Linked DNA regions of Mus musculus: all the other regions are linked to region 3. A link is a contact called in public Hi-C data. All regions are on one chromosome and are shown on one strand. The core of a region is the stretch at or near the end of the contact, and the rest is flanking DNA. Distances in the headings are between cores, read along the strand shown.

Evidence for each region. A called contact is a pair of places that touch in the nucleus more often than the background predicts.
Region 1: a contact with region 3 is called in a Hi-C map of the N1E-115 cell line, with 2.6 times the contacts expected there. The contact joins two enhancer-like sites. A contact is called at or near these places in 4 of 39 promoter capture datasets (the C10 cell line, the HPC-7 cell line, neural stem cells and 1 more), 5 of 484 Hi-C or Micro-C datasets (CD4 T cells, the N1E-115 cell line, macrophages and 2 more) and 7 of 115 datasets of contacts at active chromatin or transcription factors (bone marrow-derived macrophages, effector CD8 T cells, embryonic hindbrain and 4 more).
Region 2: a contact with region 3 is called in a Hi-C map of the HPC-7 cell line, with 3 times the contacts expected there. The contact joins two enhancer-like sites. A contact is called at or near these places in 11 of 39 promoter capture datasets (the C10 cell line, the HPC-7 cell line, cranial neural crest and 7 more), 2 of 15 datasets of contacts at CTCF or cohesin (the NIH/3T3 cell line and stem cell-derived epiblast-like cells), 9 of 484 Hi-C or Micro-C datasets (the AtT-20 cell line, the HPC-7 cell line, the N1E-115 cell line and 6 more), 29 of 115 datasets of contacts at active chromatin or transcription factors (DN3 thymocytes, the HPC-7 cell line, SST interneurons and 21 more) and 3 of 9 other capture datasets (adipose tissue, liver and pancreatic islet).

What each region holds. Positions count from the first base shown.
Region 1 is chr2:174,628,057-174,632,359 of GRCm38.p6, forward strand. It overlaps a transcript of Zfp831 not described here. Among named protein-coding and RNA genes, the nearest start is that of Zfp831, 13 kb to the right of the region's middle. Within about 2 kb of position 1,570, at least 7 of the 459 cell types and tissues checked have an H3K27ac peak or open chromatin away from gene starts, as enhancers often do. A contact at or near this core is called in the HPC-7 cell line and the N1E-115 cell line, where this site is marked.
Region 2 is chr2:174,673,059-174,676,778 of GRCm38.p6, forward strand. The region is part of intron 3 of Zfp831 (zinc finger protein 831); the gene reads left to right. Among named protein-coding and RNA genes, the nearest start is that of Zfp831, 31 kb to the left of the region's middle. Within about 2 kb of position 1,408, at least 147 of the 459 cell types and tissues checked have an H3K27ac peak or open chromatin away from gene starts, as enhancers often do. A contact at or near this core is called in the HPC-7 cell line, the N1E-115 cell line, adipose tissue and 11 more, where this site is marked.
Region 3 is chr2:174,341,721-174,345,640 of GRCm38.p6, forward strand. Gnas (GNAS (guanine nucleotide binding protein, alpha stimulating) complex locus) reads left to right here. Exons shown (of 12, transcript NM_010309.4): 5 at 90-209; 6 at 1,480-1,577; 7 at 3,355-3,409; 8 at 3,508-3,581; 9 at 3,663-3,842. Among named protein-coding and RNA genes, the nearest start is that of Gm30189, 16 kb to the left of the region's middle. Within about 2 kb of position 2,456, at least 278 of the 459 cell types and tissues checked have an H3K27ac peak or open chromatin away from gene starts, as enhancers often do. A contact at or near this core is called in the HPC-7 cell line, the N1E-115 cell line, adipose tissue and 11 more, where this site is marked.

The DNA.
Region 1 (4,303 bases), core at 320-2,819, 290 kb after region 3:
GAAGACCTTGTCCTTGTCCAATGTGACCTCCTCTGACAGTGCAAACATCAGGCATACCCACCAATGGAGTTATATTGGACGATGAAAAGGAGAAGGCCACTGAAGCACACTACGGTGTGGGAGAGTCTCAACAGCGTTGTCTCCAACACCAAGACACAGAGTTGAACATGCTACTCTGCCCATGCTTCCATTTCATGATAGTCTAGAAGAGGCAAACTCTGAGCCTAGAAACAGATCTTTGGCTACCAGATTTTCTGTGGTGGGAGGAAGAGGCTTACCACAGCATGATCTGGGGAGCCTTGGGAATGTTCCACTTTAAGTTCATTATGTCCATGGATACTCTTACTGTATCTGCTTCTCAAAATGTATAGAAATGTATCCTAGGGAAGATGTATACTTTGACACACACACACATATGTGTATATATATATTATATATATGTATGTATGTATGTATATGTATATGTACATACGTATACATATACATATACATCATACACATACACATACACATACATACATACATATATATATATATATATATGTATATATATATATATATATATATATATATAGTGCTTAATTAAAGACCAGCCCTCTGTAGGGATGGGGAACTCTGAGGAGCTGCTCCTTGTCCCTGCTCTGTCGTCTGCAGTCCGAGGAGTCTGCTTTCAGCTTCTCAGATGTAAACCCTCAGCTCCCATGATGCATTTCTGTGTTGTGTGTTTATCACAGGCAAAGTATTTGTGCAGGATATGCCTATCACACTCTGTGTTTCTCGAGTGGACATCTCATGTGGTAGTGTGCTGCCTGCTTTCAAGTCATCTTGACAAAAGCAACTCAGGGGAGAAAGGGTTTATTTTAGAACGGTGCTTGAGGGTTTCATAAACCATGGAAAGTATGGCAGGGATGCAGGAGAGGGCAGCTGCTTGCTCACATCGGGATGTGTCAGAAAGCAGAGATAAGTGAGTGCTATGTTCATCAGGCTCTCTCTCTCTTCCCTCTTTATTCAGTTCTGGGATGCTGTGCTCCCCGCCTTCGGGGTATACCCAGAGATGGGTCTCCTAGGTGATTCTGCGTCCAGCCAGATTGGCAATGAAGGTTAACCACCCAAACCATACTTCCTAGCCACCCATGTAGCCAAGAGCACTCTAAGCCAGGAGCACCCAGCCTTTGGGCCACGTGAAGCCCAGGATAATAGTCATGCAGCCCCAATTCACTTAACCCATCATGCGACTTGTTTTGTTCTAACTCGATTGCCCAGTTTTCTAGCACAAACTCTGTAAATGACAAAATGGCCTAGAGAAGCCAATTTTTTTTTCTTAATCCAATCAAGGTGACCTTGGAAATTAGCCATCACAAGGGGAGGGGGGTGCTTAACTCTTGTAGAAGGTTGGCTCATACAGGCTCTGGGGACTCTACTATCTCCCTTTGAACTCAGCATGCTATCTGTTTGCTGCTCTCCTGGCAAATTATTGTAATTATATAAAACAATAACCATCCCCAGCACAGCGTTCAGAATTACATTATCTCCCATCCCAGCAACTGTTTATACCCTAAGGCAACTGGGAGCAGCATTATTTTATCTGACGTGTTCTAGGGCTCAGGAAGCGTGGACAGCCTCCAGCTGCCCTTGTGGTCTGTGAGGCTTGGTGTTCACATGAGAGCAGCCCTGGCTGGTAGTTTTCTCCTTAGTACCATCTTCCAGTGAGTAGGAAGACTTAAGACCTTCCTTCTCTCTCCGCTTGGCACACAGAACAACCACCCAAGCCCGAGGTCAGTTCCCTTCCTTGTCACTGAACAGAGCACACCCTCCAGTATCTGTCATCTCAGGCCATTTGGTTCATGGAATGGTTTTCTCTCTCTCTCTCTCTCCCTCTCTCCCTCTCCCTCCCTCCTTCCCCCCTCTCTCCCTCCCTCCCTCCCCATCTGTCTTTCTTTCTTCCTTCCTTCCTTCCTTCCTTCCTTCCTTCCTTCCTTCCTTCCTTTCTTTCTTTCTTTCTTTCTTTCTTTCTTTCTTTCTTTCTTTCTTTCTCCTTTCCTCCTCCTCCTCCTCTTCCTCTTCTTCCTTCTTCTCTTCCTCCTCTACTCTCCAAAGGTCCAAAAAATAAAAGACTTGCCCAGAAAGAATCACAAAATATTGTCAAGCATTTATAAACGCAGTTCCCCGATGTGGCACAATAGAACAGGACTTGCCTATAATGTGTGAAGGCCTGAAATCCCAAGGACATGAGAAATGTATCTATGTCTCAACCATGTTACATATGCTCATGTTTGGTTTGGGTCTTCTGTTTCTTTCTTCCTTCCTTCCTTCCTTCCTTCCTTCCTTTCTTTCTTTCTTTCTTTCTTTCTTTCTTTCTTTCTTTCTCTCTCTCTCTCTCTCTCTCTCTCTCTCACACACACACACACACATATATATATATATACACACACACACACACTCCATGTGTGTTCTTTTGCCACTTTTCCTCCAGGTTTCAACCTTCTCTGTGAGGCTCATTCCACCCATCCCATTTAAAAGGGCCACTCTGAAGCCATCCTCTCCCGCTCACACTTCTGTCACACCTTCATCACCCCCTTTTCATTATATATTTTCCAACATATTATATAATTGTTTATTTAAAAAACAATCTCTTGCTGCTTAACTAAAATGTAAGTCCCACAACACAATTTCTGTTATTTAGTGGTATCCTGCAGTACTGGAGGGGCCAACTCACAGACAAGTCCCTCATCCTTGGCTCTCTCTCTGTTCCAGCAAAGATGAGACCCACAACCGTTAATGTGTAAGGCAGTGCTTTGCTGTAAGCAGCTGTTCAGCAAACATCAGAATAGAATGGGTGGATGGTTCTACAGGTGAAGACTAAACTGTAATAGTTACTTGGTTTTTATAAGTCACATACCTGTTTAATGTCTTTCTTGGTGTTATTTCATTGCCACTATATCAGACTTAGTGACTGTGAAAGAGAGAGCTAAAAGTGGTGCTACACAGGCCTCAGCTGACGAGCCCCAGTGTGGTAGGCTGGGTGGAGAACCCAAGCCAAGCTCCCTCTATGCCACCAGGTCCACTGCACCATTTGTGCCTCTTGGTGTCCCCCTCCTTCCCTTTCTTGAACTCTAGCAGAATGTTTGTCTTGAAATGGTGTCAAAAGTATCTAACTGTGGCCTGGGGAGATGTTTAATATACTAGCAGAAGGGCCTGAGTTTGGTATACACCTGCATGTAAAAGCTAGGCATGGTGACATGTTCTAATAACCTCAATGGTAGGGAGGCAGAGACAAGCAGGTCCCTGGGGCTTGCTAGTCAGGCAGGCTAGTCTGATGGGGAGGCAGAGACAAGCAGGTCTCTGGGGCTTGCTAGTCAGACAGGCTAGTCTAATGGGCACATTTCAGGAGAAGCCCCGAGTTGATCAAATAAAATGATCAGTGCCTGAGAACCTATATCCAAGATTAACTTCTAGCCTCCATGTGTGTGCCCTTACACACACACACACACACACACACACACACACACACACACACACACACCACTAACCCCTGTCCCCCCAAATAATACAAATGATTGAGCTGGATGGAGATAAGTAACCAAGAAAGAGAACTTCTCTGATTTTAAATGCATATGAGTGGAATGTCCAAGGCTCTTTAAGGAGGCAGATGGGGTGCTAAGGCTCCCACACTGGCTTGAGGCTCCCACAGGCTGAAGAACTCTGGTTGGGCTCATGCTGTGCATGGACCATGGGATAGCTGAAGAAATGGTGAGCACGTTGCCATCTCCAGGAGTCCAGGGTCCTCCCAGACCTGATGGCATCTTTTTAACATCCATCAGTTCATGACCTGTTCTAGCAATGCATCCTGGGAAAGTTGGTATCAGCCGGTCATAAGGCAAAGACATCCTTAGTTCAAATGACTCTTTAATGCTCCTCGGAGACTATCCTCATGCAATTCCTCTGGACCTCCCTGTCTAACAAACATCCCTAAACATGGGCATGTAGATGGACTAACTGGAATTTGGCCTGTGAGTCTGTGCAGTTTAGACTAGATTCCCCAGTGTTTTCATGTGTTGCTGGCTTGTGGATCTGTCTGAGGTTGAGGGCATGTCTGCTAGGGTTCTTACCATCTAGTACACTGACCTGGAGCTAGTCCTTATCACCAAGGCAGGGAGGAATACCGTAACCATCTTGAATCCCGGCACAGCATCGGTATGTTCATAGGTGGCCCAGCACTGAGAAGTGGTTGAAAAAGTCACCATGTCTGTATGCTAGAAATAGCCAAGCCATAAGGTGGAAATGAGGAAGAGAAGGACGAGGT
Region 2 (3,720 bases), core at 158-2,657, 330 kb after region 3:
CAGAGGTGGCTGCCAAGGTTACCCACCTCCCCATCCTCACTGGCAGGGAGTCGTGCCCAAGTTCATAGTGGATGAAAAGATAGGTTCCTAGATAGCCCCCTCTCTGCTAAAACTCTTAAAATGTTGTTTGTTTGTTTGTTTTTAACTTTCAGTTTTGTTTTGTTTTTTGTTTTTTTTGTCCCAGCCCAAAGGCATTAGCTTTTGATGGCTACGAGGCACCTGACATGCTGGAGACGGACAAAGCCACCTCTGAGCACGAACATTTGAAATTATTAAGTGTTCATTAAAGCACCCCCGGGCGCACAGTGCTCTTAGGGATGTTAGCGTCTCAATTTTCTATAATTTCCTTATTTTTCTCTTCTAGCTAAAGGCAGATGAAAAACGAACTCGGTGCATTTGAGTCTCTGAATCATAGTTAATGTGCGACGCCCCCTCCCTTAACTGCGCTGTTTCCCTCTGCCTCCTCCAGTCTCCTTCCCTATCAATTGGATAAACTTCTTAATCCGTTTAACCCCTACTCTGACTGCCACTCGGGAAATGCATGCAAAGACCCCCGACCAGCTCTCTCTACACCCTGACTCGCTTTGGGCAGGGGTCTGCGGGCTGGGAGCTGTAGAAAAATCGAGAAGACTGCAGCACTGCATCCCCGGCGCCGGCAGGAACTCGGGGGCAGCTGTCTGGCAGGTGGCTGCAGGCTGGGGTGCAGAGCAGACCCTACGCAGCCACCCACGACCCCCAGCCCCATCGCTAGGCTTCCGGGGGGACTAGGGAGCTGCGGCTGTGCATGGACTGTTCTGGAAAAACACCAAGCTCCAATCCCCCTCCCATCCGCCCTCCTGTGACTCTGGTCTTACATGAGCAGAGAGGGAACAACAGCTAAAAGCTGTTTTTCTCTTTCCCTTTCTTTTTATTTTTTTGACAACAACCTCACATAACCTCAAAAAGTTACCCATGAATTTACCAAAAACTTTTTATGAAACTACTTTAACCTCTGGTGGGGGTTAAAAACAAGCTCTGTGGATTTATTATCCGGGGGAAAAAAAAAAAAGCGAAGCATGACTCTGTATTTGCTGGAAAATCGTCTACCAAGCTTCAACGGCGCCCCCTACAGCTGCCTGCGAGGAATAGCCAGCGCCGACTGCAGCAGGAGCTGCAGGCTGCCCAGGACCTGGCAGGACCTGATCCCCGGCGGGTGATTGGACCCCCTCCACTGCACCCCGGGTCTGCTCCGAACCCGGACACCTTGCTGGGTCTTAGTTTATATTTTTTGAAGTTCAAATGGCTAAACCAGGAGCAGGCTAATCGCCAGCAGGGTTTGTACTGCCAGCCTCGGCTGGACCCCTGCAGAGCAGGCGAAGCTTACAGTCTGAGCACGCAGGCGACCCTTGCTTGTTTGTTCCTTTTTGCTGCTTTCACGTAAATGCCACCCAGATGTACTGAAGGAAGAATGATGACCCCCAGAGGAATAAGGACAGGAGTATAGGCAGGGGCCTCGTAGGAGGCTGAGACCCAGAGAAGCTGAGCATTGCAGAGAGCAGGGTGAGAGATGGGAAAAGAGAAGACCGGGGGATGGGGTGAGGGTCCCTGTGAGAAGGAACGTGGATATGGTCAGCAACCACCCTCCCAACTTCAAAACACCCCAGCTCTCCCTCAGAACCGTGTTTTTAGGAAGCACATGGAAGGAAAGAAAGAAAGAAAAAGAAAAAGAAAAAAAAAGCCGTTCAGAAAAACAAATGTAAATCAGAGACAGAGGAGCGGGCGCTGCAGCCTGCCCAGAAGAGGCAGTAGCATGCGGCACTCAGATTCTCTGGTCCCTCACACCTGAGTCCTGCTGCTAAGGACTGAGCTTTGCTTCAGAACTGAGAGAGAAAGAAAGAGGGAGGGAGGGAGGGAGGGAGGGAGGAAGGAAGGAAGGAAGGAAGGAAGGAAGGAAGGAAGGAAGGAAGGAAGGAAGGAAGGACAAAACCCAACAAAACAAAACAAAACAAAACAAAACAAAACAAAACAAAACAAATGCAAAAACCAAACTATCATCCGGGTAATCTTAGCTCCTATACAGGGAGAAAGCCAGCTCTGGTCTCTATGAGAAAAATCTAGAATTTGACAGTAAATAGATCTTCCAGTGTTTACATGATGGTAATTCAAACTCTCTCTCTCTCTCTCTCTCTCTCTCTCTCTCTCTCTGTCTCTGTCTCTGTCTCTCTCTCTCTGTCTCTCTCTCTCTCTGTCTCTCTCTCTGTCTCTCTCTCTCTCTCACACACACACACACACACACTACTGTCAGAGATCTTTATTAAGGGGGGGGGGGCTCACTGCCGTTTCTCTTTGTCATCTAACACCCACACATTCAGCATCTGGCTTAGGAGAGCCAAATGCCAAACGCAGTTTGTCTGTATCCTCTTTTGGGACTCACCGGTTGGATTTGAGGGGAAAATTCCTTTTCTTTCTCCCTTCTGGTCCTGGAGACTATAGGAAGACAGCTGCTTCTCCACACCCCCAACTCCCTAGAAGTCCCGTGGGGAATGTGGTGGCACTTGGGGGAGGTGGGCTTTCTATTCTTATCCCAGAAAGGTCTGTACCCGTCCCCTCCTGATAGGTATGTGTCCTTTCTTCCCAGCTTCTCACTGAACCGGGTCCATTTCGAGTTTGTCACTTGCATCCAAAGTTACATTTGTGATTTGGGGGCATCTTTCCCAAGATGGAATTTCTGGGTATCCCGTATCTCCCAAACCCCCTTGCCCTGACCCAGCCTAGGCTTCTTCCTGCCCTTCTGACGGTAGAGCCTGGTGTTCTGATGCCTCTAGTGGTGGACTCCAGTATAGCACCCTGTTGCTTTAGCAGAACACACGGGCATTCCTACTTTGTCCACTAGCTATTTCCTGGGGAGCTGTTGTGGCTTCTAATCGTACCTTTCCTGTTTTCTCTCTCCACGAAAGATCTGGCTACATAGCCCAGGCTGCCTCAAACGTACGGAACTCCTCCTGCATCATAGTTGCCACCCACCAGGCTTTACCCATTGTTTCTGAAAGGGCAATCTAAAATCCCGTTGTGTCTTCCTTGTATCCTAAAACGTTGAACGTTGCAGTGGAGACCATAGAGAACCAAAGACATGTCTGCATCTACCTCTGCTAAAGTGGGTTAAATAGACTATGCTTTTGACTCTCACAAGCTCACACGTTCATGGCTCAAGTGAGAAAGGTGGTATATGTTTTCATCTGGAAGCGATTGTTCTCCTTTTACAGTTGCTTCTGGGTTCTGCTGGGTTTCCATGCGTGGTTTCTACCCTCTGCTTTCACTCTGTCATGCTAGCACACGACGCTGCTGTTCCTAAGTGGCAGAGGAGGCTCTTCATTTTCTGCTATTAATTTTTATCTGTTGTGTTCTGTTGTACTTAATTTTAATTAATTGAAGTGACTCATTATAAATACAATGCATAATTTAAAAAAAAAACTAAAAGAGAGAGGGAGAGAGAGAGAGAGAGAGAGAGAGAGAGAGAGAGAGAGAGAGAGAAATCCTCTTAGTCCATTCTAAGTAACTGCATTTTGAAGCTCAGAATGAGCCCTGTCTGACATGTTCTGGAAACTTCTCTGAAGGGCAAGTTTGGCTTTCTCTTTTGTTTGGTTTTGTGTTGACTTTTCCTGTCAATCGATGCCTTTTCCGCAGCTGGGTTAGCAAGACTGGAGTTGGTTTCAACAGCTTGAGCTCCCAGAAGCTCTCGCA
Region 3 (3,920 bases), core at 1,206-3,705:
TCCTTGCTCTTATCTTTTAGCAAGCCCCTCGCCCCACGGTGCTGCCCCCCCCACCCCCACGCCTGACCAATTTGCTAAACTGTTTTCAGACCATTGTGGCCGCCATGAGCAACCTGGTGCCCCCTGTGGAGCTGGCCAACCCTGAGAACCAGTTCAGAGTGGACTACATTCTGAGCGTGATGAACGTGCCGAACTTTGACTTCCCACCTGTAAGCTCCACCCTAACCCTGGTTTCCTCTGCCCCTCTCACCTTAGTCCCAGTGGGAACACGAGGGCCAGACTTGCATCAGGCCAGAGTGACCAGACACATACCTGCCGTGTGAATGCATAAGTTAACTCCAGGCATATGCCTAAGACTAAAGGATGATAAAGACATGATTAGGGCTTTGTCCAAAATGGATGAACAAAGTTCCATCACCTTTTCTAGACCTCAACCTAGTCCTCCATTTATCAGATAGTGAGTTTTTTTTTATGGAGGAGAGGTCCTGAGCTAAGGCAAGCTCAATTATTCCCCTCATACACATGAGGACAGACAAAACCACATGTTTGTTACACATGGCACACAAGTCCTAATTGTCCAGTTAATCCAGCCTAGTACAAATATGCACCTTCCAATGTTCAGATCTAAACATAAATTACAAAATGGAACATTATAAGAAAAAAATTGTTCTCATCAGCCCTTTGCCGGGAGCCTGACCCTCTTGACAAGGGTCTCTTGGCTTTCTAAAAGCTTTTTTTAGAGAGGGTAGAACTGCCCTGCGTCAAGCATATGTACACTTTAACCCTTCGTGGGGGGAGCAAAGATTTTTAAAGCCAAAAGAAGAGACTTGTCTAAAGTTAAGAAGTCATTGCTGCCTCTTCTTAAGCTTTTGTGGGGTTTGTGTTTTTTAGATGGGTTTTGGCTACAAACTTGTGAGAAAAATTAGTACAGGCAGGTACATTAAAAAAAAAATAGCTGTTGATTAAAACAATAAGAACAACAGCAACAGCAACAACAAAAACCAACCCTCCCAACAGGGAAACACAGCATGGATTCTATAGTCATCTGATTCCCATGATTCACAGAGACAAAATGGCAGCCTACCCACAATGCATCTGATGTCATTGACATCTGCTACTCTGATATCTGGACAATATTCTAACCTTGGCCCATGTCCCTCCCACAGGGTAGTACATATCCCTCCTGTACACATAATTCTAGGGGGAGTTTACTCATTTGGTTTGCTCCCACCCCTCACAAGACTAACAGAAGCAGCCACCCAAGACTGTGAGCACTCCCCAGAGATGAAAGCATGCTAATTCATTATATAGATTTCTGGGAGTTTAACAGAACTGCAGGCTCTTTCCAAGCGCTGGTTAACCCGGGGGCTCACACTTGGACTCACATAGCGAGCGATGGCCTTAGAATTCCAGGGGTGGGGTCCCTGATTGGTTTGAGCTCAGTCTGTCAGCCAACGTTTTTCCTGGGTTCTCTTTCAGGAATTCTATGAGCATGCCAAGGCTCTGTGGGAGGATGAGGGAGTGCGTGCCTGCTACGAGCGCTCCAATGAGTACCAGCTGATTGACTGTGCCCAGTAGTAAGTAGCTGTCCCCCCATGGCAAAACAGAAGCTCAGAAGCCAGGAAGCTACAAACCCACCAGTAGTCAGAGAGTTCCAGTCTGGTTCATTTGTTTTATAAAGCTTTTAATTGCACTTTATAGACCACTGATACTGTTTTACATAAACAATTAATACCTGCTAGAGCAAGGCAAAATACTTACTTGTAATAAAGTGGTATAACTCACGGATATGAACTCTAAGCATTTAGGGGCGCACACAGTGTAGCAAACACATACTGGCCTCCTCATATAAAATACACAGACTTTTTATTGTTCAGTACCTTATAAGGCACTTCAGCTTCATGATGGGAGGGGGACAGTGACCCTTTCCTAGGCTCACTCTCCCATGGGGACTTGTTGCTACATATATAGCATGTCATGACTTAATACACACAGTTATATATTCTTTCAAGGAACTGAAAAGCAGCCCCACAGGCCCCAGCCCCCACACCTCCTCCAGCAAAGTTCCTGATTTTTCTCAAAAGTTTGTACTAAAAGCTGGAAGCACTAATTATAGAAACAGAAAACAAATGGAGATCCTGGAATTGTTTGTGATTTGTATTTTGGATCCAATTCAGGAGTTAAGTACAGATACAAGATGAGGAGGCTCAGCTACCCGGTAGGGAATTGCTGGGGTCAGTTTCCTAACTGATTAACAGTGATTTAGCCAGGTTCTTTGGGGATCACACCACTTTAAGGATGTCTTGTTGTTGAAAGCAGTGCAATCTACTCCTGAACACTGTACCACGTGGCACCAACTTCAAGAAAAAGAAAACAACTTTCAAGTTGTGTAAGAGGCCTCTCCCCAGCCTGAGTGCACAGTGGCCCGCTCATTTGTCTAACTGCCTTTTTGCTGGAGGCACTGGGCCTGGACCTGGTTGGTTCTTAAACTGCCAGGTTTGTGTTTGTTGAGCTGCAGTTTGGCTGGCCCCACTCCAGATGTCTTCTCACAAGATTTGGTGCTAAGGATCTATTTATAGAATTGTGGTTCTGTTGCCATGGCAACATGCTGGAGGCCAGGGTGGCTGGGGAGCTATTTGTGGGCCTGTGCTGTAATGTAAGATTGATTGGGCCAGTTAGTGTATCCTCTAAGCCAGACTAACTCGGAACTGGTAAAAAGGAAGGGGAAGGAGAAAAAAAAAAAAAAACACAAAACAAAAAAACTCAGGGGCTTTCTTTAAATAGACTATGCTCCTTTCTGGTTGGTCTACTTTAAAAGAGTTCCCAGCCCTCTGGCCCTTGGCCCCCAAATCCTCCAAACTAGTATTAATATTACTTTTTCATATTACATTATCTCAGTCCTGCAAAAGGCAAAAGTTAATTTTCCTGTGTTTATAGTCGAGCAACTTTTCTTTCTTCTTGTTTTGTTTTGTTTTTGTTTTTTTTAAACTAAAAGTTTGCTATCTCAAACTTTTTCTGTTTCACAGACCCAGTAGATAGGAAGGGAACTTCGTCTTTGCTTCCTGTTCAAAGTGGTGAATGCAAGAACAGCCCCTTTGTGCCCACAGCTTGTCTTGGCTCAGTTCTCAATAATGAATGAGAGTCTTCCAAAGCAGACAGGGAGAGGGCTGGCTCTGCTTTGTCCTGGACAGAGACCTGTGCACCCTTAAACCCGCACTTGTACATTGCTTTAGGAAAGGGATGAAGTTTTAAACTTCTCTTACATGTCAAAAGCAAGGGCGGATCCCACCACCACTTGCCTTACGGGGTACACACTTGGCACACACTGACCACCGTGTCTCCTTTTCTTTCAAGCTTCCTGGACAAGATTGATGTGATCAAGCAGGCCGACTACGTGCCAAGTGACCAGGTACGCGTGCGCCTCTGTCCTCAAGCCTGGGGTTCCACGTTGCTGGTTCTTCTCCGGGCAATTAGGGTGAGACCTACTGACCCCCCTCTTTGTTCTAGGACCTGCTTCGCTGCCGTGTCCTGACCTCTGGAATCTTTGAGACCAAGTTCCAGGTGGACAAAGTCAACTTCCAGTAAGTGAATCGTTGTCCCGCCCCAACTATCTGGCCTGGAGAGTGGTGGGCCCAGGGTAACCCAGTATTTTCCGGTTCCAGCATGTTCGATGTGGGCGGCCAGCGCGATGAGCGCCGCAAGTGGATCCAGTGCTTCAATGATGTGACTGCCATCATCTTCGTGGTGGCCAGCAGCAGCTACAACATGGTCATTCGGGAGGACAACCAGACTAACCGCCTGCAGGAGGCTCTGAACCTCTTCAAGAGCATCTGGAACAACAGGTGCGTGGGGTCTCCCTGACTTGGCTCAACCTGTAGGTCTGCAGCTTGCTCTGGCCCCAGCTCTCACCTGGCCCCTCT